7 separate regions of the Mus musculus genome follow, and all the other regions are linked to region 1. Evidence: chromatin contacts called from public Hi-C, HiChIP or PLAC-seq and promoter capture Hi-C data. All regions are on one chromosome and are shown on one strand. The core of a region is the stretch at or near the end of the contact, and the rest is flanking DNA. Distances in the headings are between cores, read along the strand shown.

Region 1 (2,643 bases), core at 92-2,591:
TCCTGCACCCCATTTCCACTCCACGGTCCCTTTATATCACAAGACGAACTTACCCAGCCTCTTTGTTTGACAAGCCAGTCCCGTTTCGTCCTTACAAGAACATCTGTGATAGTTTCTGCTAATGGTTCGATGAAGCTTTCTTGGTTTACGCTCTTTAAGTGTTTGGCCACAAAGGCACCGAAAGAAATAAGAGTCACAATCCTGCCCCAGTTTGTTACGCCATCTTTGAAAACATGGACCATTACTCGAGAAAAAGATTTAACATCGCCTTCGTTTTTAATGTCCAGTTTCCGGAGCATGCCTGAGAAGAAAAGCAAGAAACCTCATGGCCTCCTTTGTCTGCAGCGGGGCACTACCCTTCTGCCCACCCACGACGAGGGGACCGTGCTCTCCCGGCTCTAGAGCAGTCAGGCAGACCCCACGCCGACAGTGACATCCCACCCTTTCCGGTCTTTGAACCCAACAGCCAGATGGGCGGAAACAATGACTCACAGCCAGAAAATTCTGGTTGCAGAGCCAGGCTCCGGCTCTTCCCTCTTCCCGCACGGCCCGGCCCGGCCCGGGCGCCGCTTACCCTGGAAGGCCGTCTCGTGGTTGCGCTGCACGCCGTCGCCCACGCGCCGCAGGGTCTCCAGCGCTCTCCGGCCCGCCGCGCCCGCCTCGCCCAGAGGCTTCGAGTCCTTGGAGCCGGTCGCCTGCTCCCGCAAGTAGCGCGAGATGATCTCCAGCGACTGGCGGTATAGGTCGTCCTCTTCCTCCTCGGGCGGCGGCGGCGTGGAGGGCAGAGAGCCGTCGGCCCCGGAGCTCTTGGCCGCCTCGCTCACGCGCTCCAGGAGGGGCAGCACGGCCGGGCGCTTGCCGATGGCCTCCGGCTCGCAGCCGTCCAGTTCCTCCTCCGGAGACACGATGGCGGCGGCGGCCGACGCGGCCATCTCCTCGGGCGGCACGGCGAGGAGGCCGGGCGACTTATGCAGCCGCCTTTCGGCCGACGCGGTGACGTCGGGGTCCTCGGCGCCCACGGGCGGCGGCCGGGCGACCACCCGCGCGCCGGGCAGCAGGGCGGCCTCCCCTCCCCCCTCGCGCCGCGCCTTGGCCTCCTCGGCCACCAGGCGCGCCCCTGCCGGAGAACCGCCGCCCGCGCCGAGGCTGGCGCCGCCGCAGTACAGGTTCAAGCCGATGACCGCGTTTCTCCGCAGGCCAAACATGGTCGGACGCCGCAGGCTGAGGGGAAGGAGCGGGGAAGGCCGCGACTCCAGACCGGAGGCAGGCGGAAGTCAGGAGTGAGGAAGGCCGTTCCCTGCCGCCGCCTTAGGGCCGTGCTGACGCAGGCGAGGACTTCCCGTAAAAGGGGAAAGGGGCGGGCGTTTCCGGAGGGCTGGCCCGGCCACTCCGCGCCTCTTCCGGCCGGAGCGCTCTCGCGGCTTCCGCGGCTACGGTTGGCGGAGCGCGGTACCTGGCCTTGGCTCGCGGACGGATTGTGCTTTTTTGTCCGGTACAACTCTCAGCCCGGCTGGCCAAGTGCTTGGCTTCCCGGGGAATGGTTCCTGCTCGGGAACGCCTGCTGATCTGTGTCGGTTTTTGAATTTCAAGCTGCCCTGGAACTCTGCATAGCCCAGGCTGGTCCTAACGTTAGGCAGTCCTGCCTTAGCCTTTCTCGTTGCACTACCTGCTGTGTTTTTATAACATACCAGTCTTAAACACTTTTTTGTTTGTGTGTATTTGTGGTTGTGTGCCTGCCTCCAGGTGGGTGCTGGGAGTTAAACCCTGGAAGAGCAAACCAGGGAGGGCATCTCCAGTCTCATACACAAAGGAATATTAACCATTGATTTGCTTAAAAGTTAGGGGGAGTCCTGCTCTGTCATTTTTCTACTGTGAGCCCTCACTCCCTGTGTTCCAAAATGACTTTCCGTTCCGGTTTTTTTTGTTTTTTGTTTTTTGTTTTTGTTTTTTTGTTTTTCGAGACAGGGTTTCTCTGTGTAGCCCTGGCTGCACTGGAACTCACTCTGTAGATCAGGCTGGCCTCAAACTCAGAAATCCTCCTGCCTCTGCCTCCCGAGTGCTGGAATTAAAGGCGTGCCCCACACTGCCTGGCCAAAATGACTTTTCATGGACAGCTATTAAGGGGTTATTTATGTGGAGCCTGTGAAAGATTCAACTGGTGAAAGGCTCCTGAAACCCAGCCCTAAAGACCTGAGTTCAATACACAGAACCCACCTAACAATGAAGGAGTGAGACCACTTTCCAGAGTTGACCTCTGGCTGCCAGAAGAGCCTAGCTCCCTACCCTATCCCCAAACAGTAAAAGTCTAAAATATGAGCCATTTATGGTGGCTAGGCCTATAGCTCAATTGGCAGAAGAGCTTGCCCAGGCCTGGGGAGGCAGAGGCAAGAGACTCAATTTAAAACTCATTTTTGGCTACATGATGAGCCTGCTGTCTAAAATGAACAAAGGATGGTTACGGGAGTAACTCAGTTGGTAGAGAATTTGCCTACCCTTGTAGAAGTCCTGGGTTGATCCCCAGCACCATATAAAACGGTGAAGATCTTTGGTGGACTGGTTAGACTTAATATCAACTTGACACAAGCTGGAATTCCATGGACTGGCGGTCCTGGGTTCTGTAAGAAAACAGGCTGAGCAAGCCAT
Region 2 (2,643 bases), core at 76-2,575, 940 kb before region 1:
AATGATAATGAGGTTAAGCAAGTTCCCCCAAAGCGCTACAGCTATGTTTTTATACTATTCCAAAAACGGAGTATGTGTCATCCACATGCAACTTCCCAGTCTAGAGGCCATTTTCTCTGACCTCTGTCATATTCTTGTTGACTGACTCCTAGTTTTACATCCATCCTGAAGTATTTCCCTTTACTTCTACTCTGTAAAAAAAATGACTCTTTCTATTCTGCCCTCTTTCCTTGAAGGGGCTTGAAGGGCAGTGGAAAGTACAGAAAGAAAAAACCCACTGGGTTCCTGCCTTCTCTCCCCAATTACTGCTCTGGTCCCAAGCCCCCTTCTCTCCCTCACTTCTCAGACACCGCAACAATCCGCATTTGGGGCCTGAGCTTGGTAGCAGAGTCAAGAGTATCAAGAGTTCAAGGCCAGCCTAGACTGGGTAGCCAGACCCTGCCTTTAGAGAAAAAAAATCTTTTAAAGATTATTTATTAGTAGTGCTGGTGACTGAGGAAGAATAATAAAGAGGGTGTGTGTGGTATGTGTGTGTGTGTGTGTGTGGTGTGTGTGGTGTGTATGTGATGGCCTAAGCCAGAAGAGGGCGCGGGAGTCCGGTAGTTGGGAACCTCCTGGAGTGTTTCTCTGTGTGTGTGTGTGTGTGTGTGTGATGTGTGGTGTGTGTGTGTGTGTGTGTGTGTGTGTGTGTGTGTGTGTGATGTGTGGTGTGTGTGTGTGTGTGTGTGTGTGTGTGTGTGTGTGTGTGATGTGTGGTGTGTGTGTGTGTGATGTGTGGTGTGTGTGTGGTGTGTGTGTGGTGTGTGTGTGTGTGTGTGTGTGTGTGTGGTGTGTGTGTGTGTGTGGTGTGTGTGTGTGTGTGTGTGTGTGTGTGTGTGTGTGTGGTGTGTGTGTGTGTGTGTGTGTGTGTGGTGTGTGTGTGGTGTGTGTGTGTGTGTGTGTGTGTGTGTGTGTGTGTGTGTGTGTGTGTGATGGCCTAAGCCAGAAGAGGGCGCTGGAGTCCGGTAGTTGGGAACCTCCTGGAGTGTTTCTGGGAACTCCTGCAGGCACAGCTGTTAACAGATGAGCAGTCTGGTTTCTCTGACCCAGGGCTACATTTCCCAGCAGCGGTTCTCCTCTTCTGGCTCCGCCACGTGTCTGGATGAGCTCTGAGTAGCAGGACATCTTAGCCATCTAGTTCGGTCTGGGCATAAGAGGTGAATTCTGCAGCCCCAGGTCTCAGCGCGCCACTTCCCAAGCCTCAGTTCCGGTTAAGCTCGCTCCCTCCTCCTCCCCTCCTCGCCCGCCTCCGCTCTCGTCGATTGGCCAGGAAAACCCACCAATGGAGAGCTCGGGGAGGCGGGCCTAGAACGAGGGCTGGAAGAAGAAAAGCAAATTTCAAGTTGGCGGCTGCGTGGGCCCTGAGTGGGGGAGGGACGGCAGGTAAGGCTTCGACCTGGTGGCTCTGACCCGGTTTGGTTCGGTACTTCCCGAATTAGTCCCTCGGCGCCGACAGCGACGTAGATAACGCTTTCTGTCAGCCTGTTGGATCAGCCCCCTTCTAAATCCCTCCCCTTTTTCCCCGGGCTCTCACTGCTGTCTTGACTGTACGCCGGAGACAGCTTGCTGTCGCGCCTGGGGACAGATATTAAAGCAGGAGAGGAAGGTTCATTCTTGTAGCTCAGACTCTTCTATGGTACCAGCTTCTCCCGCACCCATTAACGTAACATTAGCCCCCTGTCAAGAGCCTGACAGATTCTTATTACCTATCAAGTCAACTGAACCGCTACCCTCTACCCACCACTTTCCTAGACCACCGTGAAGAATTTATTGATCCCCGACCTGACAAAGTCCGATTATCACTATTGGAATCTCTTTAATTTTTAAAATTACATTATTTGTGTGTGTGTGGGGGGGGTACGTACAAGCCATGGCTTACGCAAGGAGGTCAGAGGACAACTTGAGCTAGTCAGCCTGTTTCCTGGCCACTTGGCAACACGAGTATTTACCATCTCACGAGGCTGACTTTTTCCATCCCTCCCATGCTTTTATCGGCAGACTCTTGCTATGTAGCCCATACTGGCCTCCAGTTTGCATTCCCCCTGCCACAGTACCCCCGGTGTTAGGATTATATGTTCTCTTTCACTGTTTCTATTCTATGAACGGAAGGTTTGATGGGACAGATTGGGGTACTTAATACATTGTGTTCAGTAAGCGTTAATCGAGTGGAATTGATTTGTGGGAACCAGTGCTCTTGTCAAGGAGGACAAATTTAAACTCCTGATATAATTAGGGAACAATAAAAGACAACATTATATAATTAGGGGTCTTTGAACTGGTGGTTTATTGCATTAATGTTTTATAGTTATTCTCAGACCAGAGAAGGAAAACAACAAAAAGAACCAGAAGGGAGTCTTTGTGACTCACAGAGTCTGTAGACACATGTTCAAAAGACAGATATTTACTGAGAACCTACTACATAGCAGACACAGTGCTAGACAACCGGGATCACAATGAACCCTCTGATAACATCTATTCAATAAATTGTTATTTAGTATGTGGGAAAATATTTTCGAAACCAGTTCTTTCTATGCAGGGCAAACAGGCTGACCTCCAACTTATGACCCTCCTGCCTCACCCTTTCTGGGATAACAGGCTTGTACC
Region 3 (2,643 bases), core at 58-2,557, 920 kb before region 1:
AAGGCATTCGCCACCATGCCCAGCTTTGTTATTGTTTTTTGAGAGAAGATCTCATGTAGCTCAAGCTGGCCTGGAACTCGGTATGTAGCTGAGGCTGGCCTTGAATTTTGGACCCCCCCCCACCCCCCCAAGCCTTGGGATTACAGGGACGCGCCACCACAGCAGACTTACTAGCATTTACTTCTGTTGAGAAAAAATTGGTTAGAATCCAGGTGACCTGTGTGATCCCTGGGGGCTGTGATGCGCAGCCGTTGACAGTTTAGGGGAGACTTGGGGTGGGAACAGTCAAGAGGAGTAAGGCCTGTTTTGTACTTTTAAATAAAATGTTTGTATCTGTCTAACATGTCTAACAGAGTGATGTGTACTGGGAAAGGGCCGGAGGCAAGGCTGAGGGGGTGTCCAGTCAAGCCATTCTTACCCCTGCCACGCCCCCTTTCAGAGGACTGAATTTACAGCCATGCAAATGCTAAACGGGTGTTCCATCACTCAGCCATGCCCCCATCTCTTTTTATATATTTGCTTTAGAATTTTTAGGCAGAGCTTTTGCTAAGTTGCCTAAGTTGGCTTTGAACTTAACCCTGTAGCCCAAACAGGCCTGAAACTGTCTCAGCCTCCCTAGCTGTGGTCCCAGGTCTGTGCCACCAGTGTCAAATCTCTGCGTGTCCAGTGTGACACGGGTGTGTGTGTGTGTGTGTGTGACCGCCTTGACCCTTGACCTTTACTTCTCAGCTCTCCCTTGGAGGACATTCAGGAACTCATCTGCAATGCTGTCTGAAAGCAGCGCTGGGGAAAGCATAGGCTCGCCCACAGACTACCCTAGCCTTTGGCCTCCAGCAGCACAGGGACATGAGCCTGCATAGTCAGGCACATTTACCAGGACACCAGCCCTCTCCTTTCTCACACTTGACCTTGATGGTGTCCTTATTTACAAAGAGTGATTGCAGCTATTTTTGTGCAGGGAGTCCAGAAAGCCAGGGGCCGGGAGAGAGGAGTGACTCACTGCTTTCAGCTTACCGTCTTCCAGGACCTGGAGAGCCCACTTTGAAAGGCATATTTAGGATCTCCCTAAATATACTGTTCTCTACAGACAGCCGGGGTGTGGCTTGCAGCTCCTTCTTTTTTGTTGTTCTTTCCTTTGTGGAATTAAGTTAGCCTTTCTCACTCCACTTTGGGGAGGGGGTAGGCGGTGTTATCTTCCAGGAAGTAAGGAGGGTGGGGAGGAAGGGAGTGATTTAGGGACACTCAGCTCTAAGAGAGGCTTCCTCGCCCACACAGCGCTCCCTTGGGTGAGGTCACTTCCCTGGCCTCTGATTGGCTTCTAAGGAAGGCTTCCTCGAGCTGATTGGTTGCATGCACTTGCCATGCCACAGCCACGAGTAAGTTGCGTGTCCAGTATAGAAACAGAGTAAGGAGACCTGCAGAGACATCTGCCGTGCTACCACGGGAGGCCCCACTGAGCATTTCATAGTCTAAGGATGGACTGTGTGAGAAGCGTCCAATAAGCTTCCCAATCGCTTTTAGACAGGCCGACCGAATTTCCTACAGCATCGTGGGTTAGAGAACCGAAATCCAAGGTCAGGTATTTCTGACCCCATTGTACAGGGCAAAGAGGGGCTTAGACTCCATGGAGGAGAAGCGCCTTCAAGGCCTCGTTTAAATGTGGTAGCAAGTGTTGGGATAGAAGCCCAGCCAAGAAAGCAGAGCCGGGAACAGGAATAGAAGCGAACATTCCAGAGTTATTGAGCAATTTGTGGTGATTGATGTGTTTCCTTTTCTAGCTCTCCGAGGTGAGGGAAGGGCGGGGCCAGGAGACTTGTCCCTGGGGTTTCCCACAGTTCTACAGCCAGCGACTGTAGCTAGGGAGGAAACAGCCGAAAACAAAGATCCTGAACGGTTTGGTTCTGTTTTGTTTACCTGTTGTCTTTTCCTACGTTGTCCCGTGCACACACAGTGGAGGGGAGACACCATCCTAACCCTCATTACTTAAGTCCAGGTCTATGTTGAGAGACACTGCCACAGGCTAGCCCACCTGATGCTCCTCTTTTTTTTTTTTTTTTTTTTTTAACATTTCATTTATTTGGCCAAGGGTGTACAAAATGGCGTGTGTGGGGAGCCCAGAGGACAGCCTGCTGGAGTCAGTACTCTCCTGCTGCCATATGGGTCTGGGGGCTCACATGCAAGGCTTGGAGGCAAGCACCGAATGAGCCAACTCACATCCCTGGGAACTTGGTGGTGGGACCAAAGATCCCGAACTAAAGGTGGTAAAGGAGGGCAGGACACTAGTCCCCACCCATCTTTCCACAGTTCCGTCCCTTCACGTTGCCTTTCCCCTGGCGCAGGAGAAAGGAGGACAAAGGTTGGAATGACCACTTGGGATCAGTCATGCTACCTCAAAGACAAAGTGTCATAAATATCAAGTCATTCTTGGACTCTGCCCTGCCTGGACTCCTGCCTTCCCTGGCAGGTGACCTTGTTGGACAAAGCCAGTGACACGAGACACAGCAGCTTCCCCAAATTCCTAATTGGTTCCAGGCAATAGCTAAACCATGTCCACTGACCTTTCCCCAACTTCCCACAAGCACTCCCAAACAGGCAGAGGCTGGAGCCTGGGTCCAGCAGACAGGGTCAAAGCCGCTCTTCCTG
Region 4 (2,643 bases), core at 53-2,552, 900 kb before region 1:
ATTTTAAAACCTTTTTAAAAACAAAAACAAAAAATCCTCACCATTAGGTCAGGGGTATTGACATCCACTAGATCCATCACTTCGAAGTTTTTCTTTGCCTCTTGAGTTGGCTGGCTGGGGCGATCGAGAAAAGCCTTCACCCAGTAGTCTACGCAACCATATTTTCCTTTAAAGGATGTTCCCAGGGGCCTGTGTCAAAACAATGAACCAAAATTAAGGCTAAGAACTGTAAGAGATCAATGGAGGGGGAAGACTTAGAAATAAGAGTGCAAGGTGCACACGGTGGATGCCTACCCTTGAGGAAGCTCGAAGCCGAACTTGTACTCATATTTGTTTCCAGGCCTCATGATCACCATCTCGTTCTCACCTGCTGGGAAACAAAGACAAGGGGCCATTAGGCTTCTTGTTACATTTTGAAAGCGTCAATGAGGAGTGCCTGGGCAGTAGACTACCTTACTTCACTTCCACTTTCATCTCTTACACTATGGAAGAAAAGATCCCAGAGCACTTTCTTGGACAGAAAGTTGCGAAATCCACAAATACATTAATCTTTAAGTAGTAGCTAAGACAACACTTTCAGGAAACAGTACCTCAGAAAGTGTTCAAATCACTCTAGGGGGGTGAAGGGTAGTGAAAAACTTGCTAATTACAAAGTAAAAAAATATAGGGACCAACAGTTCAAACCATTCAAACGAACAACTCGAAACATTTAGTGGTGCCCTCCCCGACCCACAGACCTCCCAAGTCACCATCAGTCCTGCTGGGAGCAGTACCTGTAGGCTGCTCTTCTAGGAGAAGTGTGTCTTCATAGCGCAAGTAGTCCAAAGTCTGTTTGCACTGCTGAGACCCTTGCATCCACAGGACCTTGGCCACGCCGCAAGCCAGGATCCTGACGGCTTTGACTCGGGTAACTTCACACACTTCCACTATTACCCGTCCGGCCACCTTCTCCCCGCTGCCGTACACCTTCTCGGGGTCGTTGAAGACCACCTCAAAAGACTTGATCTTCTTGAACATCACCATGATTGAGCCGAGTGGGTTCAAGAAAAACGAAAGCCGGAGAGGAAAAAAATCTTTAAGAACCCTTCAAAGCAAACGAAGAGCTCGCCTCCGTAAAGTCAGGGCTTGAAAACCCAAACGAAAATGTAAAGAAAGCTTCAAACAAACCCTAACAACTTTTCCAAAAGGTGCCTGGAAGTTTCAGCCTGCCGGCTGTGCCAAAAGCTTTCAGGAGAAAAATAACAGCTGTCTTCCGCAACTGGAGAAACTCTGGAAACCCCGAGACCAGAGGAGGAGAGTGTCAAGCGGCTGCCGGAAACGGCTTATATAGCCGCCTGGCTTGGCGCTCCACGCGAGTGCTGGCCTGGAGGCTCGTGCAGCCCTCGTGCACAGTTCTCCCATTGGCTACTTGGCCCTTGTTTACCAGGCCTCCAACCAATCAGCGAGGCCGCCGGGGCGCGTGGACACGGTGTGCTCCTAGCGGGGAAAATGGTTGTTGTTCGGGTGCGCAGCCTTGCCAGCAGGAGGGGCGGGGCCCGGGGCGACGGGTGCCCTCCCTCCCCCCGGGAGGCTGGGACCCCGGGACCCTGAACCTCATCCAGGGGACTCCTCTTGGGAGCTGGGTTATTTGGGTGTGTGCTTTGTTTTTTTTTTCCCCCTTCTTTTTTTAGGTGAAAGAAAAATGTGCTTAGGAGAGGATTTCATGACTCGCCTGAGCCAGCGCAATTCATTTCGAGGTGACCATTTATTCCTGGCTCACAAGTTCGCAAGTCTTGTGAAAAACAATCCCATCGCACCGAGGATACTCCAGGATGGAGCGGAGGGCGAGAGTGCAGTCGTGTTAGTGAGAAAGAGCCCACCCGATATGCTCCTATTGCACTTCTATTGAAGAATAAAAGGCTGCGGTCTCTCCAGACGAGAACTTGTCAGATATTTTAAAGTCTGGCTTTCAGTCCTTTCTGGTGAATGCTCTGGTGGGTTCCCCTCATTTCCCCCTCATTTCATGCCCCTATGTGCTGCTACTGTTCCTCGCCCATTACATTCTATTCTGTTCTCTGGAGCGGAAGCAGTAAGGGAGTGTCCACATCCTGTTGCTTATCCCCTCATCTCTTCAGTGTACCTGTGAAGTTGGGGAACATTTTGTATATGTTCCCTTGTTCCTCACTGCAGCTTTGTGAGGTGTTTACTTTCACACTGATGGCTCCCCCGTCCTTGTTTCTCCAGGAAACAAGAGGTGGACAAACCAAAAAAATAAAATAAAAGAAAGAAAGAAAAAGGAAGAAAAAGAACCTCACTCCTTACTTTGTTTTCGAGTTCCTGTCATTCTTTTCCCCCCTCTGTCCTCTCTCCAAATTCACTAAATGAAATGCATGTCCCTAAGCCTGTTTCAATTTCACCGGCGCTGGAGCTGTGTTAGTTTCACTTAGTTATCTGGCAAACCTTGCTGAGAGATGCCTCAGGAGCTGACTAGAGAAATAACTCTTAAGTGTGCAAAGAAACTCTTGTGTGAAGGATTACCTGCAACCCCCTCCCCCTTCGCCCCCTACTCTATTCCCCACCCACCCACCCACTCCCACCCCCACCCCCACCCCGCGCCGGAGCCTTGTCATTGAGTCCTAAACTCCTTCCATATTTGGGCAGAAT
Region 5 (2,643 bases), core at 92-2,591, 870 kb before region 1:
GACTGGCCCATACCTATCCAGCCAGGTCCCCCCAGGCACCGGTTCTTCCCAGATGATGAGCCTCCTACCTAGTGAATTTCTCTGGGTACTTCTGTGACTGGAAGAAGAAATTTGGCTGAGTGTGGGGAAAGAGAAGGGTTGGAGACCAGTCAAGATGGTGGGTAGAGAGAGCATCTGAAGAGACCAAAACAAAAATGAGACAGACTGGATCTTGGGAAGAAGGAGGCTTCCAGAGGGTGAGCGTGGCTGGTGAGCCTCTGTGCCCTGCCCCTGCGGCCACCTTCAGGTCCCTTGTGCAATATGCCTACGGGGGCGGGGTGGTGGTGGAGGGAAGGTTGAGTGACCTCAGTGTGCAGAGTCCAGTGTACTGCCCCATCCTGACTACCAAATAGCAGATGTGCCAAAAATGGAGGACCCCTAGAGAAAGTGAGGTTCTGACCATGTCAGTGGGTCCCCAGTAGCACCAGGATCTGATCACGCTTTAAGAACATACTTCTTATGGATCCTTCCCACCAGAAACCACCTGCCGTTTCATTTTCTTCACTGTGTTAGAAGGGCACAAAGGGTAACATGGTAGGCAGACGCCCTGTCTACGATATCACCTTCCCAGTGAAAGGAGAGCCGGTCTCTCAGCCTCTCCAGAGGGCTGACAGTACGATCCCTCTCACAGGATGGGGTACAAATCAAGCATTCAAATTAATATATGTTTCTGTCTAACAGTTCATGTGTTTTTCCAGACCCAGCTGAAAAGCCCAATCCAGACACTCCTGGTCTTTTGAGGAGAACAGATATGGGGGAGGGTCTGTCTCCTTTTCTCCTGTCAAAACCCTACTTTGGGATAAGCATATGAGCAGGAGGTCAGAGAGGTCTTGAGGTAGGGATGGGAGTGTAACTCGATGGTAGCTGAGTGTTTACCATGCTCAAGGCCCTGGGCCCAGTCCTTAGCACTGCCCCCTCCCCCTCTCCCAAGGTCTTGGTGTAATAAGATGGAGAGGAAAATAGGAAAGCCAGAGAGAGGCAGCATTAAACATCAAATGGCCATGGATTAGAAAACATCTAGGCAAGAGGAAAAGTGAAGACTGGGGTAGTTGCTAAGGGGAGATCTTAGTTTTCAGAACAGATGTCTGTAACTTTATGAAGTTCTGGCCTTGACCCAAAAGCTTATCAAAGTGATCGACATTTCATCTGGACTTACTGTTTCCCGAGGTCAAGCATTACTCTGATACTGGGTTCTCGAGCCATAGTTGCCTATTCTGTTGGTCTGCTCCAGCCAGGGGGTCCCCCATCTCTTTCTCCATGATTGCCCCGGAATGGCTGCAGTCTCACTCAGGTCAGAGAGCCAGAGGAGGTTTGGTGTGGGGGGAGGGGGGAGGGAGAGTATATGGTTGGCCCAAGTACTGGACAGCTGAGAGGAGGAGGGAGGTGCCTACTGAGTTGACAGTTTTAAAAATAGCTAGGTCCAAAATTCCAGGAACGTTGGTGGCAGTGGGGTGTGGGAGCTAAGGCAGCAGGAACGATGAGCAAAATAAGGATGGAATATGGAAATATTGGATACCAAGGGAGGGAGAGTATAAAGAAAGATGATGGCCAAGTCATATATCCAACTGTAGCTTATAAGCTGCCACTCAGGCCCTCCAGCATTCCCAGTAATGAACTCAGTATTCCCAGTAATGCCTTTAAGACTGCTGGTGGTGATTTTGTGTGATGCCAGTCACTCACTGCTCTCATCCTCTCTTTACTGAGGATTCCATTGAATTTCTTCTACACATAATACACTGAGGTGGCCGGCTTTGAAGATGGACGGCAAGCATAGTTCAGAGACCCTCCCCCATCTCTGCCAACTATTTCAGAAGCTGAAAGGTCCAGCTGTCCCGAGAAATCCGAGAGCAGAATTGTTTCGAGAAGGGTTTATTCCGTCTGCCCAGATCAGATCTCTGCAGCTGTCTACTCTCTCTCCACCTTTTCCATTACACTAGTTTGTGCAACAATCCCTCCTCCCTCCTCCTCATCAATACAAACACAAAAAACAGAAGCTTCCAGGTTGCAGGGGCCGGGGCCGGGGTAGTAACAGAGGCAGAGAGAAGAATCGGAGTCAGTTTTGAACACTACTGATCCACAGAGGAGTGGCGTTAGATAGGTGAATTCAGAAGGAAGACATTTGGGAATATACTTTTATAGACAAACTGTTTGAAGATTCAATTATAATCAGGGTTTTAGCTATGTCCGTCTTTTCACCTGGTGGCATTTCTGGGACACTGTCCCACAGTACTTGCCAAGGGAAAGCAGCACAGGACTGATTACAAAGTGTGTCACAAAAGCTTCTGGCCCTGTCAGCTCTACATGAAGTTCTACAGGTCCACATGGTACATGGTCCCTTCTCAGGCACGCATACACACACACACACACACACACACACACACTTTACAAGAGAAGTGTGGGAGCACATGTATTTTTTATAATGAATTTAGCTTTTTCTCAACTATACAAGACCATATCACAATAATCTTTTACATTAAGTTATTTAGAACATGTCTGTCTCTGTGTGTCTGTGTGTACCTATGTGGATGTCAGAAACGTTATAGGAGTCAATTCTTTCCTCCCACCATGTGGGCGTTAGGGGCCAAATGTGAGGTTTGGTAGCTA
Region 6 (2,643 bases), core at 73-2,572, 640 kb after region 1:
AGGCAGGCAGGACAACTTAGTGGAAACCCTGTCCCAAAAAGTGATAGGGTATAGAGTAGCTTCAGTGTTACGAGTGCACCTGCCAAGCGTGTGCGACTCCCAACGTCCAATAATCAGTATCGCCAAAACAAAACAAAAACACTCGCCAAGCTGCTATGTCGGTGGGCTGCTTGCTTGGACTGGGTGAAGCACTAGGTTCCACTCCGAACACTGCAAAAAGTGAAAATAAAACAGAAATTTAAAAACCCTTGTCATTTGAAACGGCTGCGGTCGCGGTGGGCGGCGGCGGCGCGGGGCCAGGGTAGAGAGCGCGCCAGGTGGCACACTGGGCCTGCAGATGGATCCAGCAAAAACCTGAGCCAGCGCAGGTGGGTGAGTGTCAAGGCAATTCGTCTCCCTGGCGACTCCGCCCCTTTTCCCACCTCCAAGGGGCGGGGCAGCAAAGCGCGGGAAAGCTCAACGGGAACAGTAATGCCAGCTCCCGTCAGGGGCGGAGAAAAGGGAGCTCTCTTAAATGGGAAATAGATCTGGGCTCCCTCCTTCTCTCGCGTAAGAAGCCTATCAGCATACTACCTTAAGCTCTCCTTGGTTGTGGCCCAGGCCACGCCAGCACTTCCCAACGTCACCTCCCCCACTTCCGGTCGCAGCGTGTCCCAGGTCTCAGGTCTCGGTGGTTCCGGTTTCTTTTACACTCGGAATCCCAAAGTCTGTCCAGCTCTCCCGCAGAGGGAGGGGCCGTGCGTGGTGCGTACGCCCAGAGGCAGGCGGACGCCAGAACCGCATCCATCCGGATTATAAAGCAGTTTAGACTGCGAGGAACCCCAGGCAATGGTCACCCCGATGACGTAATGTTTGGGGGTGGCACCTCATTTTGTGACCCCCAGCACCGCATCCGTTCGAGCGCGGCTTAGCCTGAGGAAACGGCACGAACACTTAAAACACCCAGGTTCCACACGGAGCCGACGAGGTTCCCCTAGACGCGCCGCCATACAGCTAGAGTTCCTAAGTTTGTAGATGTGAGGCACAGTGTCCAGCTTCGAGCGACCAATGGAGAGAGGATGGCTACGCTTCTGAGCTAGCTAGTCACCCCTCGCAACCCAAAGCGAAGACTAAGGCTGGCTTCTTGCTAAGCGACAGCGGCGGCGGCCAATGGCTTTCGGGCTGCTCAGACAGGGCAGGTGGACTCCGGAGCAGCCAATGGGGAGAACCTTCTCCACAGGGCCCAGGCCCTTTGTCCAATAGTGATGAGAAGACTATGAGGGGCCAGTTCCGAGCGGGGTATGGAGGGCCAATCCCATACGGGACTGGGTGGGGCTCACAGTTGAATGACAGGTCCATTAGCCAATGGCGAGTATGAAAGCGGGCAGCCCGGACTAGGAGCACGGAGGGAGCTGAGGGAGAGGGGAGGCCGAAGCGGAGAGAAGCAGGAAGTAGCGGCGGCCGCGGGGAGGGCGGCGGCGGCGGTAGCGGCGGTGGCGGCTGGAACCGGGAGGAGGCCGTAGGGTCTCAGCCCGCACCAGGATCGGAACAAGTAAGCACGCTCGCGGCAAATACCCGCCCCTGGCTCCGCCCCCCGGGGGGGCGGGTAAATACCCCTGCCCCTCCCCCACTTGGTCAACTACCCCCTTCTCCGTGCCGCCGCCCCCTGGGGCGGCTGCTGGCCTGGCCGGGTCGCCGCCTTCTTCTTCGAGGACCACCGGTGGGAACTCCAGTTTGCTGGAAGCACGGCCCCCTAGCCTGGTAACGTGGGAGGGGGTTCCTGGACCCCTAAGTCCTGGCGCTCTTAGACTGAGAGGCAGTCAGAGTGCGGCCGGGGGACTCGAGGCTGCGGGATGTCGCGACCTAAAATGGTGTCCGTGCCGGGCGGTGGGGGCGGGGGAATTGGGCCCAGCAGGAGAGGAGCCTGCATCCCGACCGGGTGCTGGTCAGCGTCCGGACCCAGGCAGGACTCAGGCTAGCGCCTCGATCCTGGCGAGCTCCTTGCAGTCACTCGGGTCTGGGGAGAGCCTCTGGGGGTCAGAGACAGGGCAAGCTGCCCGGCGCGCAGAGATGAAGGGGACCAGGTTCGAGTCTGGACTGACCTGGCTGCAGAGCTTAGAATCACGCAGGGACCGCCCCCTCTTGTGTCTCCACTCCCCTCGCGCCACTCCCCACTGCCGGGGAGTCCTGGCCCCCAATGTGCAGCGCCGCAGATCCTAAGGGCCTGGCCTCACCGAGGCCCTCCCTTGAGTTCTTAGCCGGTGAAAGTGAAAGAAGCACCACTCGCCTCAGTTTACCCTTTAGTTTTTAAATGTACTTCTTGTCCCCTACCCGAAACCCCGGACTTACTTTCCGCGCCAGTCCCTGGCAGATGGCAGGGACTTAAATGCCGCCCGCTGCCCAGCTTGGCCGCAACCTAATCGCCCCTGGCCGTGCTCTGGCCCCTTCCTTTTGCTCTGCGCTGTAGGCCTTGGGCAAAGGGCAATGGAGCCCCCACCCTACCGGTGTCTGTTCACCCTTTTCTTGTTAAGCCCCCTTTGCTTTTGAAGAACAGAGGGGGAAAGTAGGTAGGGAGATGGCAGCTCCACAGGCCTGGCGGCTGAGTGGAGGATCTTCATTGGCCTTAAGCCTCTGTGTTTGGCCCACTGTCTGCTCCAGGTGGCT
Region 7 (2,643 bases), core at 106-2,605, 550 kb after region 1:
ACACAAACATAATACAATTTAAAAAACAAAACACAAACCTCTCACCTGTTATCTTGAACTTAAGTCTTTATCGTACAGTATCTAAGCTGACTAGGATCCCAGACAGTTGCCCTGCAAGGTAGGGCTTGTTTTTATTTACTGCCAGGGGCCAGTAATCCAGGATCTAGGACTCATTTTCTAGGCTAGTGATATACTACTGAGCTACAAACTATATTTCCATCCTCAGGGAAGTTTTTAATGTTTCCAAGGAATCCACCACAACCATTTAATTACATATAGTATGCTGATCTGGTTGTACAACATATATTCAATCACTGAACAGCTTCTATTAACAAAAATTTAGCCAAATGTCAGCCTTGTTTGTAAAAAAAAGACCGAATTCTGTTACAGACCTTAAAACCAACCAGAAAATGAGACATAAACCAAATCTAACTGTAAACTGAAATTTTGTTTCTATGATGGAAATAAATGGGGATTCTCTTAGTCGATAAAGGGTCACCTAAGAAAACAGTAAGCTATGATTTGAAAGCTGAAAACGAGAGTGTGCTAACTTTTTTGTTTTTTTTTTTTTTTTTTTGGTTTTTTTTTTTTTTGGTTTTTCGAGACAGGGTTTCTCTGTATAGCCCTGGCTGTCCTGGAACTCACTTTGTAGACCAGGCTGGCCTCGAACTCAGAAATCCGCCTGCCTCTGCCTCCCGAGTGCTGGGATTAAAGGCGTGCGCCACCACGCCCGGCGGAGAGTGTGCTAATTAAGTTTGTTTCTGGACAGGTTCCTTTTGGTAAATAACTCGGCAGCGGGACGAGAAAACTTCAAAGCCGACAAAGACACAGACACTGATACGCACACACACTCCTCCAGACTCCGCCATCCAGCCAGGAGCGTACAAGAAAATTGTAAAGCCGATAAACACACACACACACACACACACACACACACACACACTCCGAAGAAAATTGCAAAGCCGACAAAGACACAGACACAAACACACATGCGCGCACACACACACGCACACAGAGGCACATACACACGCGCGCGCACACACACACAAAGTCCCCTCCACTCCGCCGTCCAGCCCGGAGCGCCTTTCCGAGCCTTTCTCAATCCCCGCCCCCTTCCTCTTTGTCCAGGGTTTTCCCTTCTCCTCGCCTCTCTCTTTCCCTCTTCCTGGGCCCGGCTCTTGCCTCGGTGAAACCCCCGTAAGTTGTCTGGTAGAACTCATCTTCCTCCTCTGCTTCCAGGAGCCCAGAAAGCCGGTTCCCAGCGGTTTTCCGTGGGGCCCGGCCCCCAGCCAAACTCATACCGCCTACAGCGACTGCGCTGCCGCCTTCAGCCCCTGGCCCAGCTCGGGGTTCTCGCAGATCGGCACTCGACACTATTACCTGCGGGCGACCGTCAATGACGGAAGTTCAGCGTCTGCAAGCAAAAGCAGCCGAGCGTCGAGAGGTCCTAGTTATTTTCACCTTAAGTCTCTTTGTGGCTGGTGGCTGCTGTGGCCACTCATAGGCAGCGCCTAGGGCACAGTACCAGGGTTCCTCCTCCTTACCTAGATATTTTGTTTGTTTTTCTACAGACAGGATCACACTTTACAGTCCTGGCTGGCCTGGAGCTACCTGTGTAAAGCAAGCTGCCCTCGAACTCAGAGATCTTCCTGCCTCTGCCTCCCGGTGATGGAATTAAAGGTGTGCGCCAAGTAGGCCTGCCTCATAGCAAACTCCTTTCCCTTCTCCGCTCCTACTTTTTTTTTTTTTTTAAGATTTATTTATGCTAGGCAGTGGTGGCGCACGCCTTTAATCCCAGCTCTTGGGAGGCAGAGGCAGGTGGATTTCTGAGCTCAAGGCCAGCCTGGTCTACAGAGTGAGTTCCAGGACGGCCAGGGCTATACAGAGAAAAGCTGTCTCAAAAAAAAAAAGTATGTATGTATGTATGTACTTATTTATTTATTTAATATGAGTACACTATTGTTGTCTTCAGACACACTGGGAGAGGGCACCGACAGCTCTTTCAGAGATCCTGAGTGAATTCAATTTCCAGCAACCACATGGTGGCTCACAACCATCTGTAATGGGATCTGATGTCCTCTTCTGGTGTTTCTGAAGACAGCTACAGTGTACTCATATACATAAAATAAATAAATAAATCTTTTTAAAAATTGTATGACTTTTTTTTTTAACTATGTGTTTGTGTTCATGTGTGTGAGCATGTACCACTGCACTGGTGTGGAGGTCAGAAGACAAATGTGCAGGAACTGGCTCTCCACGTTTACTGTGTGGAATCTGGGGTCAAAGTCAGGTCACCAGGCTTGATGGCAGGCTCCTCTATCTGCTGAGTTTTGGTTTTGGAGACTGGTTCTCTATGTACTCCAAGCTTGCCAGTCTCATAGACTGGTCTGCTATGGTCTTCTCCGTGTTTCATGCTACTAGGTTAAGGGAAGAGTTTGTTTTTGTTTTTGTTTTGGAGTGTGTGTGTGTGTGTGTGTGTGTGTGTTTCCCCCTCTTTGCTGGGAATGGAACCCAAGGTCTCAGGAACTCTAGAAAAGCATTCTACTACAAAGGTACATCCCAAGTGAGGCCAAGGATTGTATCTGTCTATACTACGAATGTGAATGCCTGCAATAGGCTAGGTTTAGGTAAACAATGAAAGAC

Evidence for each region. Promoter capture Hi-C pulls out the DNA fragments that hold promoters and counts their contacts. Hi-C and Micro-C count contacts between places; a contact is called where the count stands out from the background. HiChIP or PLAC-seq counts read pairs in DNA pulled down with a chosen protein or histone mark.
Region 2: a contact with region 1 is called in an HNF4G HiChIP or PLAC-seq map of pancreatic cancer cells. The contact joins the promoter of Polr3gl here to the promoter of Mcl1 in region 1. A contact is called at or near these places in 2 of 39 promoter capture datasets (liver and pre-B cells) and 1 of 115 datasets of contacts at active chromatin or transcription factors (pancreatic cancer cells).
Region 3: a Hi-C map of cardiomyocytes shows a contact between it and region 1, with 4 times the contacts expected there. The contact joins the enhancer-like site here to the promoter of Mcl1 in region 1. A contact is called at or near these places in 1 of 39 promoter capture datasets (liver), 1 of 484 Hi-C or Micro-C datasets (cardiomyocytes) and 3 of 115 datasets of contacts at active chromatin or transcription factors (embryonic stem cells and pancreatic cancer cells).
Region 4: a contact with region 1 is called in a promoter capture Hi-C map of pre-B cells, with 2.5 times the contacts expected there. The contact joins the promoter of Txnip here to the promoter of Mcl1 in region 1. A contact is called at or near these places in 2 of 39 promoter capture datasets (liver and pre-B cells), 1 of 484 Hi-C or Micro-C datasets (CD8 T cells), 3 of 115 datasets of contacts at active chromatin or transcription factors (effector CD8 T cells, microglia and pancreatic cancer cells) and 2 of 9 other capture datasets (adipose tissue and liver).
Region 5: a promoter capture Hi-C map of liver shows a contact between it and region 1, with 6 times the contacts expected there. The contact joins the promoter of Hjv here to the promoter of Mcl1 in region 1. A contact is called at or near these places in 2 of 39 promoter capture datasets (both in liver).
Region 6: a promoter capture Hi-C map of pre-B cells shows a contact between it and region 1, with 2.0 times the contacts expected there. The contact joins the promoter of 4930481B07Rik here to the promoter of Mcl1 in region 1. A contact is called at or near these places in 6 of 39 promoter capture datasets (the C10 cell line, cranial neural crest, erythroid cells and 2 more) and 3 of 115 datasets of contacts at active chromatin or transcription factors (effector CD8 T cells, memory CD8 T cells and pancreatic cancer cells).
Region 7: a contact with region 1 is called in a promoter capture Hi-C map of erythroid cells, with 4 times the contacts expected there. The contact joins the promoter of Vps72 here to the promoter of Mcl1 in region 1. A contact is called at or near these places in 1 of 39 promoter capture datasets (erythroid cells) and 2 of 115 datasets of contacts at active chromatin or transcription factors (effector CD8 T cells and pancreatic cancer cells).

Annotation. Positions count from the first base shown.
Region 1 is chr3:95,657,419-95,660,061 of GRCm38.p6, reverse strand. It overlaps Mcl1 (myeloid cell leukemia sequence 1), which reads right to left and starts at 1,341. Exons shown (of 3, transcript NM_008562.3): 1 at 575-1,341; 2 at 54-301. The coding sequence starts at 1,205.
Region 2 is chr3:96,592,863-96,595,505 of GRCm38.p6, reverse strand. Polr3gl (polymerase (RNA) III (DNA directed) polypeptide G like) reads left to right here and starts at 1,325. Exons shown (of 8, transcript NM_027241.4): 1 at 1,325-1,422.
Region 3 is chr3:96,575,570-96,578,212 of GRCm38.p6, reverse strand. Polr3gl (polymerase (RNA) III (DNA directed) polypeptide G like) reads left to right here. Exons shown (of 8, transcript NM_027241.4): 8 at 1-341. Among named protein-coding and RNA genes, the nearest start is that of Gm15441, 10 kb to the right of the region's middle. Within about 2 kb of position 1,307, at least 381 of the 459 cell types and tissues checked have an H3K27ac peak or open chromatin away from gene starts, as enhancers often do. A contact at or near this core is called in cardiomyocytes, embryonic stem cells, liver and 1 more, where this site is marked.
Region 4 is chr3:96,556,616-96,559,258 of GRCm38.p6, reverse strand. Txnip (thioredoxin interacting protein) reads right to left here and starts at 1,302. Exons shown (of 8, transcript NM_001009935.2): 1 at 774-1,302; 2 at 295-370; 3 at 42-189. The coding sequence starts at 1,023. It overlaps Gm15441 (predicted gene 15441), which reads left to right. Exons shown (of 4, transcript NR_040409.1): 3 at 862-1,973.
Region 5 is chr3:96,523,883-96,526,525 of GRCm38.p6, reverse strand. It overlaps Hjv (hemojuvelin BMP co-receptor), which reads right to left and starts at 1,341. Exons shown (of 4, transcript NM_027126.4): 1 at 1,196-1,341; 2 at 1-97. The coding sequence starts at 11.
Region 6 is chr3:95,014,208-95,016,850 of GRCm38.p6, reverse strand. It overlaps 4930481B07Rik (a long non-coding RNA gene), which reads right to left and starts at 1,322. Exons shown (of 2, transcript XR_003954670.1): 1 at 574-1,322; 2 at 1-210. Zfp687 (zinc finger protein 687) reads left to right here and starts at 1,394. Exons shown (of 9, transcript NM_001357863.1): 1 at 1,394-1,531.
Region 7 is chr3:95,109,754-95,112,396 of GRCm38.p6, reverse strand. Vps72 (vacuolar protein sorting 72) reads right to left here and starts at 1,355. Exons shown (of 6, transcript NM_009336.2): 1 at 1,183-1,355. The coding sequence starts at 1,299.